Linked DNA regions of Hordeum vulgare: region 2 is linked to region 1. Evidence: chromatin contacts called from public Hi-C data. All regions are on one chromosome and are shown on one strand. The core of a region is the stretch at or near the end of the contact, and the rest is flanking DNA. Distances in the headings are between cores, read along the strand shown.

What was found. Hi-C and Micro-C count contacts between places; a contact is called where the count stands out from the background.
Region 2: a Hi-C map of seedling shows a contact between it and region 1, with 3 times the contacts expected there. The contact joins the promoter of LOC123445111 here to the promoter of LOC123440629 in region 1. A contact is called at or near these places in 3 of 6 Hi-C or Micro-C datasets (leaf and seedling).

What each region holds. Positions count from the first base shown.
Region 1 is chr3H:563,306,510-563,313,967 of MorexV3_pseudomolecules_assembly, forward strand. LOC123440629 reads left to right here and starts at 4,746. Exons shown (of 2, transcript XM_045117192.1): 1 at 4,746-5,033; 2 at 5,549-7,304. The coding sequence starts at 5,664. The coding sequence ends at 6,857.
Region 2 is chr3H:563,451,590-563,459,047 of MorexV3_pseudomolecules_assembly, forward strand. It overlaps LOC123445111 (TVP38/TMEM64 family membrane protein slr0305), which reads left to right and starts at 4,806. Exons shown (of 7, transcript XM_045122045.1): 1 at 4,806-5,362; 2 at 5,641-5,693; 3 at 5,847-5,939; 4 at 6,022-6,245; 5 at 6,896-6,962. The coding sequence starts at 4,924.

The sequences.
Region 1 (7,458 bases), core at 3,496-5,995:
GCCGACAAGAAGACGGCCAAGGATGCTGTCGCGCCACTGCTGCTGCTACGGCCAACTGGTCCATTGGATGATATAACTCGTTTATCCCGCTCCTGTCTATTTCAGTCTTAGCAATACTAGCTATATGCATAGATGTTTCTACTATATGTGTAAAACATGCTAGTCTGCTTTGTAATCGGTATGTGAGTAATCTAGTCAATGTCATGATAGTGATTATTTTATGAATTAATTTAAGAGGACTGCTACGTGTCCATCGGCCAACATATGCTATATGTCCGCCACTTTGATGACCGTTGGATCGATCTCTTGTCACGTCCTGCTTATCGTCTCCGCCACTCATTTCTTTCGGCAACAACGCGTTGTTACAGAACATATACTTTGTCCCGGGCTCGACTGCTTCCAGCAAAGATCTGTAGGAAAAACACATGTAGAATATTTTTTGTAACAAAGATCGTGTTGCGAAAACACCAGTGAAATATTTTTTGAAACAGAGTTTGTTATATAATATTTTTCGCAACAAAGATCGTATTGCAAAACATCCGTGGAATTCTTTTTCTGCAACGAAGGACTTGTTGCAGAAATATTTTGCAACCGAGTGTTTACTATAGATTTTTTTCCTGCAATAGTAGATCTCTTTTTTGCAACAAAAGTTATGTTGCGAAATTGTTTTTTGCAGTCTTCACTTTTTTGCAACACATGTATTGTTGCTAAAATAAGTTTAACAATGACGCCTCGTCTGAAGGTAGCAGAGATGTGAGAGTGGGGGTTTTATTATGTTGAACGATCCGACATGTTTGCTGTTTCAAGAAGGAAAGATCCGTGAACACATGACACGTGTCGTGCACAGAGGAGGCGGACGAAAATTGTGTGATCTATCAGATGATTAGTATCACTTTTCTTAATGTAATCAAAAAGTTGCCTATTTACTCAACACAAATTTACACCTTCCATCAAAGATGCTCTAAGTCTTACGTGGGCACATGTCATGGAGATTAAGAAAGGACGATGCCCAAGGGCACCGGATCGATCATGTCGTAGGATGCGTTACTTTTCCTCGCCTCGGAGGAGCACGAGCGCAGATCCAGATCGGTCGTGTGTACGAGGTTCGGGGAGGAGGAGGCGATGGTGGCATGGTGGTACCCCTGCCCGCGCCTCGCCAGATGGCATGGTGGTACCCCTGCCCGCGCCTCGCCAGATGGCATGGTGGTACCCCTGCCCGCGCCTCGCCAGAGTTGCAAAGGGAAAACCCCACGCATCCATCCATCATCACCCTTCGACCACAAGCCTGTGGAACGCGAACGCGCGACCTCGTCGTGCTTCTCTCGGGAAAATTATGACTGATCTTGATTAGTCCTTGTGGAACTGTGAACCTGACGTACGTACTGCCGAAGAACAACGTTTATTTTTTAGAGGCTCCGTTCAGAGTCGGTCACGTCGGAATGGGCCAGTAGTTGCTATGGCCGCGAAATATCGGGGACCAATCGCTTGTGCAACCCCATTTGCATGTTTTTTTCCCGCTGTCAACAACCGTGAAGTACTGGCCCATTCCGACATGACTGACTCTGAGCGGGATGCGGCCTACCACCACACACGGCCCGCGTACTAATGCGGAGCTCGTACGGCCCGATCGCTCTCGCACCAAAAAGCGCGGGGCCGACTGCGCGTCGCTCTAGTCTCTCTGAAAGGCGGGGTCCGGCGACGGGAAGCAGCCAGGCCCGCCCAGCAGCCGCACCCTTCCTTGCCACGGCTGCTGCCTCGTCGCGCACGCTTTCTGCCCACCGGAAACGCCCCCTCGCCGGCTGACTCCGCGGGCCCGCGTGGGCGGCCCGGGCGTGGCCGGGCAGGCTGCTTTGGGCCCCACGCTTCAGCCTCCAGCTGGATGGCGGGGCCAGCTAGAGCTGTCGGTATGTTCTCAGCAGTTTTCTTGTGGAAGGCCCTGCGAGGGGTTTTGCTGGGTGCACACGCCTTTGCTGCAGCCACACCAGCTAGAGTATCTTTTTTTGCAGGATGAGTACAAAACGATATTACTTCCGATGATATTCGGTGATAACGTAGCTACTTAATAAATGCTCCTTTATGTATGCAATATTTTTCATATCTGAAATGAATGTCACTACTCGATGTTATATTTAGCCAGCCATATATGCTTTTGATGTATCCGATATTTCTAGATATGAATGAATTTACTACCTGAGATTATAATATTTCTAGATATGAATGAATGTACTACCTGAGATTATAATATTTGTAGATATGAATGAATTTACTACCTGAGATTATAATATTTCTAGATATGAATGAATTTACTATCTGATATTCTTAGAGCTGAAGTATTCTTCTATTTTAAGTAATATGTATCTGGTATTCCACTATTTATAATGTATACAATGTGTTTTATAGGTGAGAGAATTGCACTACTTTAAATATCATATTTGGCCTGTCATAAATGCTCTTTGATGGATGAAATATTCTATTTTAAGAGTGTGAATCGATTTCACTACTTGAAATGATATTTAGCTAGTCATAAAAATTTTATGTATCCGATATCTCCTTAATAATTATACTACTTTAGAAAAGATTTAGCTAGTCATAAATGCTTTTTGTTCATCTGATATTTTTAGAGGTGAACATATTCTACTCCCATCCGATCCATATTAATTGTCGGTGATTTTGCATGTAGTAAATCAGCGGCAATTAATATGGATCGGAGTGAGTACTACTTTGAATAGTATTTCACTAATCATGATTTGTTAATGGATGCAATATTTTTAGAGGTGATTAAAATTACTACTTTATATAATTTTTAGCTAACCATAAAGTGGTAATATATTTGATACATTTAGAGGTGAATAAACTTTATTACTTGAAATGATATTTAGTTAGTCTTAAGTGTTTTAAACGTATCCGATATATTTGTTATGCACATGTTTACTTGAAATGTTGTTTATCTATAAACTGCAAAATGATCGTTTGGTTTAGCCATGATATAAAATTTAATCATGTAATTTCCATGAAAACATGATGTATATTTTGCCGGTCATGTTTGGTCTAGTGTTGAACAACATAAATAAATACTTGTTAACTAACATAGATAACTCCTCTCTTCATATCAAAAACAAATTGTGCACTTGCTATTTTCTTATAAACTTGATTATATTTTAAATAGGTTTAGACAAATTATATATATGCTCTACAAAGGTATATTGATGGAGTTTGGACTTTATTTCGCAGGAACTGTCTACAGGTTCTCCCTTCGTCCAGGTTTAAGGGGCTAACGGGGATCGAGCGAGTGTCCGTTAGTCCAAGGCCGTTGGAGCTAAACAGCGGGCATTGCTTAGAGCTGATTGGGCACAAGAAAACCACAATATTTTTAGGCATTAAATCGACGCGAGAAGGTTTGAGGAAAATCGCTACTTGGCAAATTTAGTAGAGTTTGCCGGATGCTAGTCTCTTGACCGAGGGCTCGACTAATTAACTGGATATGCTTGTTTTCTCTCGCAAAAAAAGATATCCTTGGTTGTGATGCATCAATCCATCGTACTTTTAAACCCAGACAAGGAGTAGAAATAATGCAAACACCACTTATTACGTTTTAAAACCACACAAATGTGTGGTGCCTGTCCATCATTAGATTACTCTAACGATGTTTGAAGTAAACTTAATTATGTATTTCCCGCGCTTTCTTCTTTCTTGTGTCATTCATTTTTTCCCATCAAGGTAAATACACATACGCCATATACAACAATCAGTAAAGAAGACCACTACCTCAACCACGTCAACCTTCAAGTCCTTGTGTTTGGGTTGTTGTTCATCATAGTTAAATAGGAATGTACGATGTTGAAAGAAATATTTTTAATGCCCATATTGCATTTACCCTGATGTGATGTCCTCCCTATATTTCTAGTGCGGTCCTCCGAGCCCAAAACTTGTTAGTTTCCTTAAGGAAATGCATCAAGCTATAACATATTCTTGCCCAAAAACTGGTGCAGAACATGATCATATGCATCATATAATTTTTTTAACCGGTGCAACTCAAGTAGTTAATTATGCATATATCCAAGCTTCACTATTTCCTTACAAAAGACACATGCAATACCAGATGCATATTTTTGATAGAGATGCATCATGTTTTTTTTAAATTTGAAACACAAAATTATAATGCAGTGCAAAAACTACTATCTTTATTAAGATAGTTCATAGATTGACGACTTGCCACGTATACTACGATGATGCATGGAAAATGTACATATGTGAAGTTTCGACGTTTCGACTCCCATCGACGTGCATTCTTTTAGGAAAAAAGGCCATTGCCGGCATTTAACTTAATGAAGCCTTCACAGTAAACCTTACAAAACAATACCGACCGATGTGCATTTCATGTTTTTCTCCATCTACCTACTTGTTCTCTCTACAATTAAAAAATGTCCATTGTCCGAAAGAAAACGCACATATTTTTATAATAAACATGAAAGAAAACACATAAGTTTGAAAAGAAACACATATTTTTCATAATAACATAAAACACTTGCATTTTGATCATGGGTTGACACCCAGGATTAGGCGGGCAAAATTAGTCTTAGGTTGACCTGGTGATACGCGTTGGTGCACCCAGCAAAGCACAGAGCCCCCCCGCTCCCACGTAGGCTCGGGTGGGGACGGCCGGGGCGCGAGGATCGGCACCTACCGAGCCGCAAGACAACTGGAGACAGCCTGTCTCCCACCCCCCTCCGCTCTTCTTCGCTCTGTCTCGTCTCGACTCTCTCTCCTCCCATCCTTCTCTCTCTCTTCCCCCTCCCCTCTCTCTCCCCTTCCGCCTTCTCCACCTCCCCCATTCCCCACTCCCCCCTCCCACCCGCCCCGCCAGCGCCCCCCATTCCGCCTCCGCCCCGCCCGCCGCCGGATCCCACAGCCTCTCGCCGCCGCCTCCCGCCCGGCCCCCGAATCACCGGATCCCATCGGGGGTCCCTGCCGCCGCAGCTTCCACCGCCGAGGAGTCCCCCCCGCGGCCGCCTGCCCGCCCGCCCCCTGCCGAGGTGATTCCCGCTGGCCTTTTCGCTGTCATCTCAATATTGCTGCCGGCTTTCTCTGGCGATCTCTGCTTCGCTCGCTGCTTAATGGGCTGGTTTCCAGCCGCTTAGTTGGTGAGGACGAGTATAATACGCCGCTCGCGAGGTGCGGGGAGCGCCGTGCTTGCTGTTTTTGGACTGCTTGCTGGTTAAATGTTGCCGTCTTTTCGTGCTCGAATTGTAAGGTTTTTAGTTACTTGATGCGAGCAATGTTTTACATGCCCCGGCTGTGCTTGTTAATTAGCTGATTGAATCGGTTGCTATGCTTGTTACGGCTTAGGGTATCTGCCTGTAGTAACTGCGTGTGTGCTAGTAACTAATGGAACTTGTTATTACCGTGGTTTGTGCCCCTGAGGTTTAGGGTGCAATCAAATCAAGCCAATTTTGCCACAGAACTGGCTTTGTTTTAGGCTGTGTACCTGTACTTACCAAATTTGGATCGTTGCCTCGGTCGTTCTAATGTAATTATTTGTCGATTACAGTGTTGTGGAAGCTGGACACGGCTGGAACTTTGAAGGAGGCCGAGTCTATGGTATTTGTGGGTCATTGTGCTATCGATGCGAGCAGAGAGCATGCGTGGCAGCTGTTCTTCGGGTGATGCACCTGACCAGAGGAGCTGCCGATATAATCGGTGTGTGTACGATTGTATTATTTGCGGGCTTTGCTGCTCTGGGCCTCTACTGCATTTTCCAGTCAATCTACTTCTGGTTTCGGATTCGGAAAGGGACCTTGCTCTCACTCGGCTACTTTAATGGTCCCTGGGTGACTCGCATTGCTCTGATTCTGATCACTATTTGGTGGGGAGTAGGGGAGATTGTGAGATTGAGCTTCTTGAAGAGAAAGCTGTTCTCCAACTTAGTATGGCAGAAGATCGCTTGTGACGCCTACATTCTCTCCAATCTAGGGTTTGCAGAACCAAGCATCTTCTTTGGTTTTGCTTTCCTCCTGCATGGCTCATTACAGAAGAGGGAGTTAGGCACTTTGACCCAGAGATGGAACTTGAAGACCATTGGCTACATGTTGGTTTTCTGTGTTCCGGTGTTCTTCGTTCAGGCCCTTCTTGTGTTTGTTGGGCCTACATTTGTTAAGGATGAGAACAGAGCACATGGAAGGAGAGTGTTTGCTAAATACTTCATACAGACATCCATGCCAGTTGGGGATACCAATGTTTGCACCTATCCGTTGTTTGGCACCATTTTTCTGGGACTTATCGATGCTGTCTTGATGAGCTATGTCTCCTATGTTGGATCTCGGGTGTTATCCTTGGTCATCAACAAGGAGCTGCGAAAGAGGGTTTCCTTGCTGATAATATCGGTGCTTTTCTTCCTTCCTATCAGGGTGCTTCTTCTAGGGTTCTCAGTGATGCCCAATCCAGGAGATAAAGCATTTGAGGTCATCGTCTTCTTGTCATTCTTGATGATGCTATTCTGCACAACTGTTGGGATACTCCTGCTGGTATACTTCCCTGTCTGGGATTCATTGAAACTCAAAGACACAGGCAACAGGGAGATAGCAGAGATGGTGCCTTATGATGATTACTACTATGAGGGATCATCGCTTGTGGCCAACCAGAGCTTCCGAGAAATCGAGCGGAACTCTGACACGTCGACAAAGCGGGGCTCCATATCCTTCCGCACAATGATCAGGGAAGACCAACTCCCGCAGGATGGCATAGAAGAAATCGGCTTCTCCTCTCACAGCGGCGTCCATATCGGATCATCCTCGCCTTCAGGTTCTTCGCCAAGCGCTGCAATGCCCATGCTGCCTCTCAAGGAGGTCCCTAGATACTAAGTAGTGTTCACCTGTGGCTTCTGCCCTTCTACCATGTGCTCCCCCCACCCCTTCCATTTTCTCCCCCTTCCTCTTACCTACCTTAATGATAACAGTTTTGTGGCAATCAAAAGGTTTTTGTAAAGTTTTGGAGTAGCATGAATCTTCTACTTAGATCAGTTGTCTAGTTCCATGTTTATCAATGTAGCAAGTAGCTTAGATCTTGCAAAGGCTGAGCATCAGCCGTGCACCTGGCATTGGCTGGCAAAGGGGGGCTGAGTTGGAAGTTCCCTTTTGGTTGGTTTGCTGCCCCCACAATGCTATCTTAGCTGATAAGCTCCACCATGGCATAGGCTGGAATGGGGCTCATCTTGTCTGTCTGTTCCTTATTAGTTGCCTCTCTCCATGACAGCTATGCAGGCTAGTGGTACCAGCATATGTGTTATATTTTTGAGACCTGGTCTTGAATTGACGGTGTGTAAACAAGCTGTCCGATATAAATGGCATGGGAGAAATCCAGCTCTGCATATGCAGAGCCAGGACCCAGGAGCACCCAAAAAATGAAGATGGTAGGCAAAATATCTGCTCAAATTGATTTTTTTTCCTTTGCCTCCTAGTCCTA
Region 2 (7,458 bases), core at 3,556-6,055, 150 kb after region 1:
AAATCTAACCATAGCATGAAACGTATGGATCCAAATCAGCCCCTTACGAAGCAACACATAAACTAGGGTTTAAGCTTTTGTCACTCTAGCAACCCATCATCTACTTATTACTTCCCAATGCCTTTACCTAGGCCCAAATAATGGTGAAGTGTCATGTAGTCGACGTTCACATGACACCACTAGAGGCGAGACAACATACATCTCATCAAAATATCGAACGAATACCAAATTCACATGATTACTTATAACAAGACTTATCCCATGTCCTCAGGAACAAACGTAATTACTCACAAAGCATATTAATTTTCATAATCAGAGGAGTATTAATAATTATAAAGGATCTGAACTTATAATCTTCCACCAAGTAAACCAACTAGCATCAACTACAAGGAGTAATCAACACTACTAGCAACCCACACGTACCAATCTGAGGTTTTGAGACAAAGATCGGATACAAGAGATGAACTAGGGTAGGCCGCGCCCCTGGCTTGTGACCTCCTGGTGGGTCCCCTCTGGTATTTCTTTCGCCCAATATTTTTTATATATTCCAAAACAATTCTATGTAACTTTTCAGGACTTTTGGAGTTGTGTAGAATAGGTCTCTTGGATTTGCTTCGTTTCCAGTCCAGAATTCTAGTTGTCGACATTCTCACTCTTCATGTAAACCTTGTAAAATAAGAGAGAAAGGGCATAAGTATTATACCAAAATGTGTAATAACAGACCATAATGCAGTAAATATTGACATAAAAGCATGATGCAAAATGGACGTATCAATGATCGCTTTAGAAGAGAAGTTTTTCTTATAGTCATTGATCAAATTAGTCAAGAGCTTGAAAATCGGTTTGATGAGATCAATATGGAGTTGCTATCTTGTATGTCTGCTTTGAATCCCGCCAATTCATTTGCTGCTTTTGATGCACAAAAGGTATGTGAACTTGCTTCTAAAATTTGTTCTGCTTTTAAAATTGGTATTGAATCCCTTCATCTCATTTGATTCTTGTGATTCACGCAAGGTACGAAGACCTGTTGAATTTTATCCCAAAGATTTTTCAAGTGCTGACTTGCTACACCTTGAACTACAACTTGATAACTACACAGATGATATGAGGAAAGATGATAACTTCCGAGGCCTTGGAAATCCTGTTGATCTCTCGGTTAAGCTTGTTCAAACAGGGAGACATATAGTTCACCAATTGGTGTACTTGCTTCTAAAATCGGTATTGGTTCTACCGGTGGAAACAACAAGTGTTGAGAGATATTTTTCTATCATGGGCATAGTCAAGAGCAAGTTGAGAAATAATATGGGTCATAATCTTTTGGATGATAGCCTAATCACATACATTAAGAGGGATGCTTTCTCCGAGGTGAATGAAGATGATTTAATTGGTACATTCATGGCAATGCATAAACGTAGGCCAGAAACATAGTCTTTTTGGACTTCTCAAGGTATGTCTATGGTCCATCTAGTATGTACTATGTATGATTCTTTATGCAAAACTTAGTTTTAATTGAGAATTCTAGTGTGTTTGTAAAACCATATTGATCTTTTTTTGATGTGATACTGAGAACTAGTTAGAACGTTTGCATGTTAAATTTTTTGTCAAATTTTTTTGGAGCGGACCACCGTGATGTGAAAAGCTAGCTCCGCTACCACATATGGCCGCGCGAACTCTCGACGCTGACATGATAGATGTCATGACCTATGACCGCCGGTCGGTTTAACGTTAAAAATTGTATGTGCGTGGAAGAAAAATGAATCGGTAATCGATCCGTTAGACGCACGGTCGACCCATTCGCAAAGGAGAACGGACGAACCGATCCAAACGGACAAAATACAGACAAAAGCGCGTGTCGTCGCGTAGTTAAAGTTGCTTTAACGACGAGTTGAGTTTATTTAAAAGTTAGCGTGAGAGCTGTTAAGAGGGTCAGCTCAGTTGGTGTAGGATTCTGAGAGCATCTCTAGTAGTACCCTCAAATCCTCGAACCCTCAAACTAGTTTAAGGGTTGAGAATTGGCATCTTTTGGCACTTTTAAGGGTTAAAAAGGAGGGGCAAAGACTAGAACCCTCAAACCCAACCCTTATAACGAAATATTCCGTTATAAGGGTTGAGTTTGAGGGTTCTAGTCTTTGCCGCACCCCCAACCCTTAAAACTGTCATTTGACATATCACAATTTTCATCATCCCAATAATGGTTTGAAGCGAACAATAATCATTCTAGTTATTATTACAACACCGAATAGTACTTTCAAACACACAATAATCATTCAAGTTATTACAACAATGTTTTCAAGCAAATTGCAATAATTGTTCGAATCAAATAGGACATAGAAAAGTAAACAAAGGTAGATCATGGGCCTTGGCGCTGCCCAACCAACTGCCACTGGTGCTCTACTAGATCATCCCGGAGTTGCCCCTGAGTGTGTGCATCCTCAATCTGACGATGTGCTTGAAGAAAAGCTTGTATGCAAGAAGGGTTTCTTTCCGGTTGCACACGGGTACCAACATTGTCATAGAAACAAGGCAGTTTAACCCTCTCTCATCCTTGATGATCATGTTGTGTAGAATCACACAACATTTCATGATGTTCTCCAAGGATTTTTTGTCCCAAAAATGAGCTGGTCCCCGAACTATGGCAAACCTTGCTTGTAAAACACCGAAAGCTCTCTCAATATCCTTGCGGGCTGCCTCTTGTGCCTTGGTGAAATGAGCCTCTTTCTGGTTAAGCGCACCCCATTTTTCTCCTTGATGGACTTCACAAGAGTTGCCTAATCGGGGTAAATTCCATCGGTGAGATAGTATCCCATTGAGTACTCATTGTCCATGATTTTGTAGTTGCAAGTTCGAGCATCCCCAGAAACTAATCTTGCAAACAAAGGAGATCTATTGAGCACATTAATATCATTGAGTGTTCCTGGCAAACCAAAAAATGAATGCCAAATCCATGTGTCATCTGATGCCACGACCTCAAGCACAATGGTAGCATCACGACTTTTACCGCAATACATTCTGTGCCATGCCTTTGGACAATTTTTCATGTACAATGCATGCAATCAAGACTACCATGCATCCCCGGCCATCCCCTTTTTTCATTCATCTCCATCAATCTCTTTGTATCTTCCTCGTTGGGTGCCCGAAGATACTCATCACCATACAACCGGATGACCAGGGGCGGGAGGCTAAGGGCTGAGGGCGCGGGGGCGTGCCGGCCTCTTGCTCCGGGAGGCGGAGGGCGCGGCCGCCTCAGGCCAGCCTGCTGCGGGCGGCGGCCGGGGGCGGGCGGGAGGAGGTGGAGTGGGCGGGTGGCTGCCGGGGGGCGGGGCGGGGCGGGCGCAGGCGGGAGGAGGCCGACCTGCTGCGGGCGGCGGGCGGGGGCCTGGGCGGAGGCCGGACAGGGAGATCGAGGGGAGGAGAGGCGGCCGGCCTGCTACGGGCGGCGGCCGGGGGCGGGGCGGGGCAGCCGGGGGGTAGGGCGGGATGGGAGGAGAGGCGGTCGGGAGGCGAGACGACGGCGACGGCTGGGGAGGTGGTGTGGGCGGCGGCCGGGGGGCGGGGCGGGGCAACCGGGGCGCGGTGCGGGACGGGAGGAGAGGCGCCCGGGAGGCGAGACGGCGGCGGCGGCGGCTGGGGAGGTGGTGCGGGCGGCGGCCGGGGGCGGGACGGTGGCTGCGGGTGGAGAGGCTGCCGGCGATGGCTCGGGTGGGCGCGGGAGCAGTTGGGATGGGAAAATTCCCTCCCGCGCTCGGATGGATCACAAGTGAGGGTTGGGGTAGATTTTGCTCCCTAATCCTCACTTGTACAGGTTGGGAGAGGGTTTGAGGGTTAAGGGGTTCTAGTCTACGCGTTTTTTTCTCGCAAACTGTAAAAAAACAGTTACTTTTAAGGGCAGTGCTCTGCGCCGGCGCGCCGGCCGAATCGTTCGGCCGGTCGCGCACGGGCCGCCTTATCCGCCAGCTGTACGCGGGCTGTATCGTTAGAATCTCCATACAACATTATTCTCTCAATGCAACAAATTTCGTTCACGATGCAACAATTTTCGTCAACGGTTGTAATAAAAATATAGTTGTAGCAAAAAAAATATCAACATGGTCGTAGCAAAAAAAGAAGTTGATGATGTGTGGTAGCAAAACAAAAAAAATGGTTGTAGCAAAACAATCCGATGAACTCGGGTTGCAACCCTAATGAACGTGTATGCAACTTTTTTAGTGAACGGTTGCAGCAAAAAATAATACCGGTTGTAGCAAAAATTAACATTGTTGTAGCAAAAAACAAAACATCGGTTGTAGCGAAAAACCCGGCGAAGTCAAGTTGCAACCAAACGTGAATGCAACTTTTTTAGTGGGCAAATGTAACAAATAGAAAAAATGCTAGTAGCAAATTTACACGGAATAAAAGTTGCATGTCCTGACCAGCAAAGCGCACGCGGCCCGCGCGACCGGCCGAACGATTCAGCCGGCGCGGTGGTTGGAAGCGTTTATCTATTTTTAAGATTTTAAGGGTTTGAAGGTACTACAGATGCTGCGGGGAGATAAAATCTGGAGGGCATCTTTCCCAGTTCGATCACAGATTCCGTTGCACCAATCACAGACCACGCGCTCAGGTTTCGGAATCTCAGCAGCTCTACTGGCTTCCGGCCACCACGGAACGGCACAGAGCAGGGCCGCAGCGACAGCGGGCCGGACGAGGGCGGGCCCGCGCCGCAGCCACCGCGCGCTCCGGCCGCGCGCCACCCCCGCCCCCACATGCCGCCACGTGTCCCTCTCTCTCCATTCACTCTCCAGCGCCTTCCTCCCTCCCCCGTTCCGTTCTCTCCCCCCTCGCTCTCTCTCTCCCACGCCTCTTATCGCTTCCGAGCTCTCATGGCCGCACAGCCCGCGCGTTAAGCAAGCCGCGCCGCGCCCCCTGGCCTGACAGCCCGACCCCATGAGGCAGCCGCACCTCCTCTCGCCGCAGCAGCTCTCCCCCTCGCCCGTCCTCTCCTCCCACTTCTCGCCGCCCTGCGCGGCGCGGGGCTGCTCGCCGTGGCGGTGGCGCCACCGCCGGGCCTTCCACCCGCCGCTCTCCTCGCTGCGGGAGTCCGACAAGGGCACGCTGCGCAAGGCCTCGCCCAACCTCCCCTTCCGCTTCGGTGGCGGCGGGGGCGGCCCCAGCCCCGACGACCGCCGCTCCGCCGCAGACCAGGAGAAGAAGAAGGGGAAGGAGGAGGAGGAGGAGGAGGGCGGCGGGGTCTCGGGGGCCCTCACCGGGACTCTGCTCGCCGGGGCTGTGCTGGTCGGGGTCGTAGGGGGGTTCGGGGCCGCCGGGTACGTGTACAAGGACCAGATCAATACCTTCCTCACGCACTTCTCCGGGTTCATTGAGGGTAATGGAACGAACAATCCAGCTGTGCTCCACTGCTCCTAGCTCTGCTTGCTTTGCGCTACTTGTTTGGCCTAAGCTGTGCTCCTAGTAGAAATTAATGAAATGCCCTGCGAATTCTATGTTCAAATATAGCTGGTGATTCTAGTGCTTAGACCATTGGACTGCAGAACTAGCCATTCGCATATCTGCTGGTTCCTGTTTGATCATTACGAAATCTTTCAAGTAAACGCCTTCCTTGGACATTTGTGGTTAAACTTTCATATTGCTTTGCATGAACAGGCTATGGCACTGCTGGGTACGCGTTGTTTATACTTGCCTATGCAGGATTGGAGGTATATTCTTGAATAATCAACCTTAGTCTTCTACCTTCTTGTCAAGGCTTATGATCATTTCCACCTAAACTAGCTATTGCACTACAGATCTTGGCAATGAATTTAGGGTTGCAACTTTGGATCAATACTAATGATGGTGTTTGTTTGATTCAGGTTCTTGCGATTCCAGCAGTACCGTTGACCATGACTGCAGGTCTATTATTCGGTAGTGTTACTGGTACTATTATGGTTTCAATCAGTGGGACAGTAAGTAACTTCAACATGAATAACATTTTTGTTTTCATTCTGATGTTATGCATTTTCTCATTGAACTTTGTCGACTGTATAGCTAGCTGCCGCTGTGGCCTTTCTCATCGCTAGATACTTTGCTAGAGAGCGTATTCTTAAGATGGTTGAAGGAAACAAGAAGTTTCTGGCGATTGATAAAGCAATCGGTGAAAATGGATTCAAGGTTGTGACCCTGCTTCGTTTGAGTCCCCTATTACCTTTCTCCCTTGGGAACTACCTGTATGGCTTGACTTCAGTCAAGTTCATACCCTACGTGTTGGGCAGGTTAGTTCTACTCCCTCAACACTTCCTTATTGTTTTTTGGGATTGTCCATGAATCTAACAGAAAACTTTATGTTAAGTACATAGCCTTAAACTTCTATCCCACAGAGCAAACTGCATTCATTGAGAAATTTAGCTGTTCTTAACGACCTATGAACTTAAAGTTTCATATGCATGATTCATGATGTAGTATAGTAATGTTATCGGAAATGATAAATCCTGAACGTTTGGGATTTTCCCATGGCAAATCAAACGTTTTTTATGGCAACTCTAGTTGACGCGAAGATGACAAGTTTATTTCACAAGCACGGCAATTTCCTGGCAAAAAACAAACTGAGGGCGGAATTGCCATGCTTACCAACTAAACTTGCCATCCCTCGCGTATATAAATTGCCACACAAAAAGTTCGATTTGCCATGGGAAAATCTCGAACATTCGGGACTTATCAGCGTCCAATGTTATTCCGGACGCATGCGATTCAAAATCAAAGGAGTAGCAGATGTCATATACCTGGTTAAGGGACTGACCTTCTGATCCACTACAAATTGAGCATTCTTTTGCGAAGGAATATTACACTAAAAAAGTTGCCATCGGTATTTTTCCTTCTTTTATAAAGCAATGTTACCTCAGATATTGCTTTTGTACGCATGCAGTTGGTTGGGCATGCTTCCAGGAACATGGGCCTATGTCAGTGCTGGTGCATTTGGGCGAGCTATAATTGTAAGTTCGTACCGTCGATCTTTTCTTAGTTAATCTTTTCTTGGCAAACTTGCTTTTGTTGCTACATCAGGGATACTGGTCCACTATACTCTTTCAAGCCGTCAAACTCATTTCATCTTCCAATGCTGATAGATAATGTTTTTCTAACTTGTTAATCAGAATGCCTTACATACTGTCTGTTCTCTACTTCCCTTATATAATACAGTTTTGCTAAAGCACATTTAGATGTGCAATAAGTATAGCACATCTAAGTGCATGTTCGGATCCTCTCCACTCCTCAAGTGTGCTCCTGAAGCAGACGGAGCGGCACTGAAAGCACCAACTCCGGAGTCAAAAGAGCAGAGCGGAACAGCGTGCAGCTCATTTTCATGGAGTGGCTAAAACCGAGCTCCGCCACGTAGAATCTTAACTACCAGGATCATAGAAACTTAGATTCTATGAGCAAAATCGTAGAATCGAAGGGGCTAGTTTGGATCGTAAGGTCGTAAGATTCTAA